2 separate regions of the Callithrix jacchus genome follow, and region 2 is linked to region 1. The links are chromatin contacts, called in public Hi-C maps. All regions are on one chromosome and are shown on one strand. The core of a region is the stretch at or near the end of the contact, and the rest is flanking DNA. Distances in the headings are between cores, read along the strand shown.

Evidence for each region. A called contact is a pair of places that touch in the nucleus more often than the background predicts.
Region 2: a Hi-C map of skeletal muscle shows a contact between it and region 1, with 2.6 times the contacts expected there. The contact joins the promoter of IWS1 here to the promoter of SFT2D3 in region 1. A contact is called at or near these places in 2 of 3 Hi-C or Micro-C datasets (both in skeletal muscle).

What each region holds. Positions count from the first base shown.
Region 1 is chr6:36,718,727-36,722,653 of calJac240_pri, reverse strand. It overlaps SFT2D3 (SFT2 domain containing 3), which reads left to right and starts at 1,660. Exons shown (of 1, transcript XM_078327028.1): 1 at 1,660-3,927. The coding sequence starts at 1,692. The coding sequence ends at 2,339.
Region 2 is chr6:36,880,901-36,885,006 of calJac240_pri, reverse strand. IWS1 (interacts with SUPT6H, CTD assembly factor 1) reads right to left here and starts at 2,826. Exons shown (of 14, transcript XR_013518830.1): 1 at 2,646-2,826.

The DNA of each region.
Region 1 (3,927 bases), core at 411-2,910:
TATTTCACTGAGCATAGTGTCCTCAAGGTTCACCCATGTGTTAGAATTTCCTTCCTTTTTAAGGCTGAATGATAGTCCATCGTATGCATATATCACATTTTATTTATCTGCTGATGGACACTTGGGTGGCTTCCACCTCTTGACTGATGTGAATAGCGTTGCTGTGAAGAGTTGTACAAATCTCCGAGACCCTGCTTTCAATTCTTTGGGGTATATACCCAGAGTGGAATTGCTGGATCAGATTGTAATTATATATACACATACACACATATATGTATTTGTGTGTGTGTGTGCGCACGCGTATTTATTTTCAGGAACTTCCATACTGTTTTCCACAGCGGCTGTAGCATTTACATTCCCACCAACAGTGCACAAGGCTTCCAATTCCTCCATTCTTGACAGCACTTGTAACCTTCTGGTGTGTTTGTTATTTTGTTTTGATGGTAGTCATCCTAATGGTTTAGCCCATGCTAAGTGATCAGGACGGTCACTGTTATTATCAAGTGAGGTAACAAATCAGAATGTATTCCGAAAACGAATTATATCTGTCAGGATGAAACCAAGAAAACAAAGACCATGAAAAGGAATTTAGTGGGGGAGATTAGTTACACAGGGGATGGAAAGGCTGAGAAGCCAAACCACAGGAAGCCATTCTCCTAGGGCAGAGGACAAAGGACACAGGGCCACCCAGAGGAAGACAAGGTGGTGAGGGGAGCTGTGAAGGTAGCTGGAGAGAGAAGCCCAGGGAAGCCTGGAGGAATGTAATGTGAAAGGAATCTCAGGCAGACACCTGCTTGGAGGCTCTGAGAAAGAGCAGGGCACGTAGGTGTGGCCTGAGAAGAGATCAAGATTGGCCTAGCGTGGGGCGGGGGCAGCTTGTCTGAGTGACCTGACGATAAGTCAGGAAACCTGGGCGTGGCGCTGTCCAGAGCACAAGAGTGACACCGAACACAGGACAGCAGCACCGAGTCTTGGACACGGGGCGCAAAGGAGTCAAGGATGTTGCCAGGTCTGTGGCCGAAACTGAGAACCGAATAGAGAAGCAGGCTGAGCATGGTGGGGGTCAATCTTTCCTTTATCAACCCCATGGTAAGTGATCAGGATGGTCACTATTACTAAAAGTGAAATGACAAATCAGGACGCGACGTTCCCAAAAAACAAACCACCTGAGTCACACAAGTGTGAACTTTTTAAATTTTTATTTTGAGATCACTCTAAGTTTGTGTTCAGTTGTAAGAAACAAGAGAGATCCTGTGTACCCTTTACCCATTCCTCCATGTTGCAAAACTAGCACGACATCACCGCCACGGTAGACGCGGACAGGCCGTAGGGCATTTCCATCAGCAGAAGGGACCCTCTTGTGCCCCCGTAGAGCCACATCCACCCTGGCCTTCCAACTAACTTAATGCTGGCAGGACTTAGCCAGACCGTAAGGACTCCTACTCGGGACAAAGAAGAGGGTCAGGGAATGGGAGGGCGACTGAAGGCGGATTGGCAGCACGCAAGCCCGCGGTATTCCGGGACACAGCAGAGGTCTGCCGAGGAAGCACCCGCCTCCGCGAGTGCTGCGGCCCTGCCCCTTTCGCCGCGGCCGACCAATTGCCGCCCGAAGGCGGAGCCGCTTCCGTCCGCGGCAGGGGAGGGCCGGAAATGAGCGGTAGCTTTTTCCTCCAGCTACCGCCTTACCCAAGATGGCGGACCTCCACCGTCAGCTGCAGGAGTACCTGGCGCAGGGGAAAGCGGGCGGCCAGGCGGCCACGGAGCCGTTACTTGCCGCGGGGAAGGCGGAGGAGCCCGGAGACGGGCCGGCGGGGGCGTGGCTGGGCCGCGCGAGCCTGCGCTGGGCGTGGTCGCGGAGCTCGACGGAGTCGGCGGCTGCGGGCCCGGCGTGCCTGCCGAGCGTGACGCGCGGGCAGCGGCTGGCGGCGGGCGGCGGGTGCCTGCTGCTGGCGGCACTCTGCTTCGGCCTGGCCGCGCTCTACGCGCCGGTGCTGCTGCTGCGCGCGCGCAAGTTCGCGCTGCTCTGGTCGCTGGGCTCGGCGCTGGCTCTGGCGGGAGGCGCGCTGCTGCGGGGCGGCGCGGCGTGCGGGCGCCTGCTGCGCTGCGAAGAGGCGCCGTCGCGGCCCGCGCTGCTCTACGGGGCCGCGCTGGGCGCCACGCTATTTGCGGCGCTGAGCCTGCGGAGCACGCTGCTCACGGTGCTGGGCGCGGGCGCGCAGGTGGCCGCACTGTTGGCCGCGCTGGTCGGGCTGCTGCCCTGGGGCGGCGGCACGGCGTTGCGCCTCGCGCTGGGTCGCCTGAGCCGCGGCGCCGGCCTCTCCAAGGCTCTGCCCGTGTGAGGACCTCGCGCCCGCGCCACCTGGGAAGGACGCGGAGCCAGCGCCCGCAGAGCCGAGGACTGCACGCGGGTGTCGGGACCCCGCGGCGAAGGCCCTTCCGCGACCGCCTGCGAGTCTAAGTTGGGAGCGGCTGCTGGCACGGGAGGCGACAGCAGCGTCGGGAGCTCTTGAATGTCAGCGTCTTGTGCTGGACTCGGAACGTGCTCTGGAGATTTTGTCATTGAACTGGTGACAGGATATGAGACGGTTATTAAGTTGCTCTCGAAGTAGCTGTGGTCTTAGGTTCGGCTGAGTAAAGAAAAATGGCTTTTCTTCGAATTAGCTGTTCTTTTCTCAGGCTGTTTTGTCATTTAAAAATCCAGTGGTAGATGTAGGTTGGTGACGGTACTTTGTTGTTTTGACTATACCGAGACTTGGAAGTTGTTATCTCATGCTTCCGTGTCAGCGAATCCGGAAGGGTATCAGATTAAACACCGAATTCAGCCACTGGACTTTTAAAAGTACTTATTTAAGATGGTTTATCTTGGGCTTTTTCTTCAGTTAACGCCATCATAAAATAGTGCCTGATAACATGAAGGGAAAATTAGTTCTGTATTTCACGTCGAAAGCGATGGACCAAAGAAATTTCCTGCCCCAAGAAGCGTGGGATCCAGGAAGGGGCACGTACATGCATAGCGGTCTCGGAAGAAATCCTGCAAATAGGAAGATAATTCTACGTCCGGAATTCCTGTATCTGGTGGAAAGCATGGATTTCTACAAGCTCGAATTACTCTTCACTTTATGGTCTGCTTTGTAAACTAGTTTACAATTCGCAGGCCGATCTTAAGATGCTTTTCATATCTAATTGCCGTTTCCTTCATTTTAGGTTCAGCACTTACTTTTACCTACCTTAATTTATTGCCAGTATGAGCCTAACACTCTTGAGTCCAGAAAACTACGTCTTGTCAGTAGCAATACACTAGGAAGTAGAATATATTTGGAATATAAACATTCTGTGCCAGTGGTTCTCACACTTGACTGCTTATCAGTTACTTGAAGAGCCACACCTCCAGATCAATGCAGTCAGAACGTGGGAACTAGGTCCCAGGCATCAGAACCTTTTTTTCTTTATTTTTTTCTTCTTGGTGCCGTGACTCGGATGCATCAGAACCTTTTTAAAGCGCCACAGGTGATTCTGTGTTCCCTGAGGTTGAGGACCACTACTTTTTCTGTGCACTGGCTTGCACAGTTTGCAAATAATGATCTTACTGAGCTGGATCCCAGTGTTGCCTTCACAGGGTGTCTGTCCTGCAGTGCTGCTGCTCCCTCCAACCCCAAAATGTGTTTTCCTAAGTCAGGTCCCTAAGCCCTGTCCCAAGAAGTGACACAAGTGGCCAGCATTCACACTGTAGGCTTGCAGGCTACCCACCCTGAGTTTTGGTCAAGAACACTGCCTTGTTCCCTGTCAGTAAACAAGGTTACCTACCTCAAAAGGCTGCTCTTGAGAAAGCAAATGCAGTATTTTCAGGATGATTTATTTTTTCAGTTATAAAGACTTATGCCATTGGCTGCTCTTTCTAGTCCCCTAAATTTCTGTTCTAGTTTTAAA
Region 2 (4,106 bases), core at 1,577-4,076, 160 kb before region 1:
CTGGTCAACATGGTGAAACCCCGTCTCTACTAAAGATACAAAAAATTAGCTGGGCATGGTGGCACGTGCCTGTAATCCCAGCTACTCAGGAGGCTGAGGCAGGAGAATTGCCTGAACCCAGGAGGCGGAGGTTGCGGTGAGCCGAGATCGCGCCATTGCACTCCAGCCTGGGTTACAAGAGCGAAACTCCGTCTCAAAAAAAAAAAAAAAAGAATGGAATCTCACTTTTCTTTAGGCAGCCAGAGTGGGGAAAGAAAAAAAATTAAGGGGAATCACTATCATACTAATGAGCTAATCTACTTAGCTAAGAAGAATATATATATATATGGTCATGATAAAAATAATAGTTTTGAAGTTTAACAAACAATTATGCTGCAACAGTGGGAGGAGAGAAGAAGGAGGCACATAGGCTAAAATATTGTCCTAGCATAACAGAAAATCATTAGAGAATGCCTGAAAATGATGCAAGAGATTGCATGAATTAGGAACACACAGGTAAACACCCCAAACAGCTAAAAGAATGTAAAATAGACGGAGGGGACAAGTCAGGGAACTGCTATATTTTCTGTTACCTCTTTTAGTAATTAACCTATATACATGTATTAAATATAATAGCTTTTTTTTTTTTTTGAGATGGAGTTTCACTTTTTGCCCAGGCTGGAGTGCAATGGTGCAATCTCAGCTCACTTCAACTTTTGCCCCCTGGGTTCAAGCGATTCTCCTTCTCAATTTCCCGAGTAGCTGGGATTACAGGCGACTGCCACCACGCCTGGCTAGTTTTTGTATTTTTTGTAGAGGCAGGGTTTCACCATGTTGACTGGTCTCGAACTCCCGACCTCAGGTGACCTTGGCCTCCCAAAGTGCTAGGATTACAGGCATGAGCCACTATGCACAGCCTACTTTTTGAAAAGTAACTTAAAAAACACAAATGAATGGAAAAAAGCTATTTTGAAAGTATCAGGAAAGTGTTTTTTGTTTTTGGTTGTTTTTTTTTTTTTTTTTGTCGCCCAGGCTGGAGTGCAGTGGTGCAATCCGGGCTCACGGCAACCTCCGCCTCTGGGCTCAGGGCTCAGGGCTCAAAGAATCCTCCCACCTCAGCTTCCAGAGTAGCTGGGACTACAGGTGTGAGCCACCACACTCGGCTAATTTTTGCATTTTTGTAAAAATGGGCGGCAGGAGTCTCACTATGTTGCCCAGACTGGTCTCAAACTCCTGGGCTCAAGCCATCAGCCACCTACGCCTCCCAAAGTGCCGGTATTACAGGCATGAGCCACCGCACCTGGCTCAGGAAAGTGTTTTTAAGCCGCATAGCAGTGTGTTTGGAGAGCCCTTTGTAGTCATTACAATTCACTGTCCTATGTAAGGAAAGGCAACGAACTCAAAACAGTAAACAGCTTAACGCTTAAATAATTATTTAAACACTTAAATTTTTTTATTTTCAATTTTTCTGGGTACATAGTGGGTGTATACATTTATGGCGTATTTAAGAACTTTTGAGACAGAACGCCCCAATAGAACTGGTACACAAAAGGAAAGCAAATGCAACCTATTTCCCACAGCCGGTTCTGCCTCATTTATCTTTAATCTCAGGTACTGAGCACCGTGCCAGCAAAGTGGGGCCCAGAAAGTTTACAGAATAATCAAACAATAAAGAAAGGAGACCAAACTTCGGTTAGAAGAGGAAAGATCCCGAGGTGGAGGAAAGGCACAAATGTCACCAGTAAGTGCCAGAAGTGCACTCCTTACTCTGAATGCAACTGAAACGTGGGTCCTGCACTTACTATGTTCCGTACTGCAGGCAAGATTAAACCACCCCTAACTAAGAGCGAAAAGTCTAGGAAAGATCTCCCGCCCCATCGCCCCTTGGATTCTCCAACTACTCAACTACTGAGAACTCCCTTAACAGAAGAAACCTCTCCTGCCCTAGCACTTTGCACACAATAGGAGCTCAATATACGAAAGTACTTCTCAATTTCAGCAAAAACCTTCGCCGATTCGGAAGAAAGCTTTCCCTCCAGAATCCCCTCTCAGCTGGTCGGAGGGCTCTTGTCCTACACTGGTTGTGCACCTCGGACCAGTAGTGGGACGGCAGGTTTCGGGGACCTCCTAGCCCCCATCCGCGGGGTGCCAGGCCGAGCCCTGCCGAGTAACTGCTCCGCCCCCCCAGCCCGGTCTTCCAGGTCCCTGCCCCACCTGACTGGTCGCCGCTGTAATATTCCGAGTCCATGGCAGGCGGACTCTCAGCGGGGAGTGTCCGCGCCCCGCGCCGCCCCCGTCACCTCCTTGCAGGCGGTGTGACCCCAGATGGCGTGGCTCAGTGTTCAGAGGCTCCCGCCCGACCGGAGAACTTAACGGATGCGGAGGGTAAGAAAGCAGCAGCGGCAGCGGCGAATGCTTTGACCGGGAAGTCCCGGCAGAAAAGGCCGTACCCGGCAGGCAAGCAGGCATGCGAGCCGGCGATCTACTTCCTAGAAGCACCGCTGGGGCCAAAATGGCGTCTGCCCACGACCCTCAGAGGAATGCAGCGCGCAGGTGCCGCAACCCGTCAACCTGCCAATGAGAAGGCGCAACAGCAATGACGCGAGGCACGGCCGGAAAGGAGACTCATGGGAAAATTGAGCGGGACCTCGGCTTCAGTTAAATACCTTTCCCGGGAGAAGCTTGGTCTGGCCTCCGTGGAAGTAACGTTATCATTGATTTTTTATCAATTCCTAGATTCAGTGTCCGCGCCTTGTTTGAACAGCTTTCGAAATACTCTTCCGAAAAAATGAAGACCCGCTCAAATTACTTTTCCGTCATTAGCCACTGTCGTTCCCGTGAGGCCCCGAGGCTCCTGATTCCCGCCGGCAGTAGGCGAGAAAGCGGGTGTTGCACTCTGGGACTTGTAGTGTGACGCCCGGGAGCTGTGATGCGTTACTAACTGGCGCGATCCACAGCGCCTCCTCTCCCGGCGTCTTCCTCTCTTTCATTCTAAATAACGACTTAATTTCCTTGTTAAGAAGGCATTTAGCCAACAGTGAGAAATACACATCTTTGCTTCCAGAAGTGTACAAAGAAGTACACATCTTTGCTTCACCTTCCTGATGAAACACCGAGGAAGATGAAGTTGAACTTGACCTGAGCCCTGTGTTCCTGAAAAACAGCGGGGCTTAAGAAACCCTCTCTTCTATTTGTGTTTCTGGAACGGTACACTGTAAGGAACCACTCATCTCCATGTGACAGATAAAACGCTTGCAGATAATCCCTTTGTTTGTCTGTGACAAGGCCAAACAGAGACCTTTTCCCTTTTTTCTGAGCCTGTTAATAAAGCCAAACAGATCTTCCAAATTCCTGCTCATGATATCGAGTGATTAGCTGAGATTAGAACTCTTCCCCACCCCAAACTAGTTAGACACGGGGAACATTTTCTGTTCACCTGACTGACTGAAACTTCTGATTGCAAAACAATCCCAGCTGTCAATCATTCCACCTTCCTCCCTATAAAAAGCAAAACTATGCTACCAAGACACTGATCATATCTAGAGTGTTCTCCCTATTGCAATAGGCTGAGTAAAATCTATTTCCTTGTTCGTTTTAGTCTTGGACAGGGAGGGGATCATTCTTGCCTTTGATCGGAGGAGGGCCAATAGAGGTTTAAGCAAAGACTCTCCAGGAGGTGTAGACATGTAGAAAAAGAGCCTTTTGTTTGTGATGCAGATATCTGACCCTTCGTTAGCCAGTCAGAGTATGCTGGCAGAACCCAATTATAGGCTCCTAAAGAGGACTTGGGAAGAGAAGAAAGGGTAGAAGTGGTTTCTTTCTGGAAATTCCCATTTTCCTGCAAGAGAGTTCATGAATATTCCTTGCCGATGTGGTGGAAAGAGCACTGAATCCAAATTCCTCCTTTTCAGCCGTGGGAATGACCTTCTCAGGCAGTCTTGAGAATCAGAAGAACAAAGAATTACCAATGTCTGAAACGAAAGGTACAAAATTAAGCTTCCTTCCATTTGATAGAAGATATCAAGGCTCTAGGCCCTCTTCTAATGAGAAGGTGAGAGTATACCTGTGTAAATGGAGGAGGATTAATAGATCAAAATTTTAGGAAGAGTTCAGTGGAAGAAAAGCTT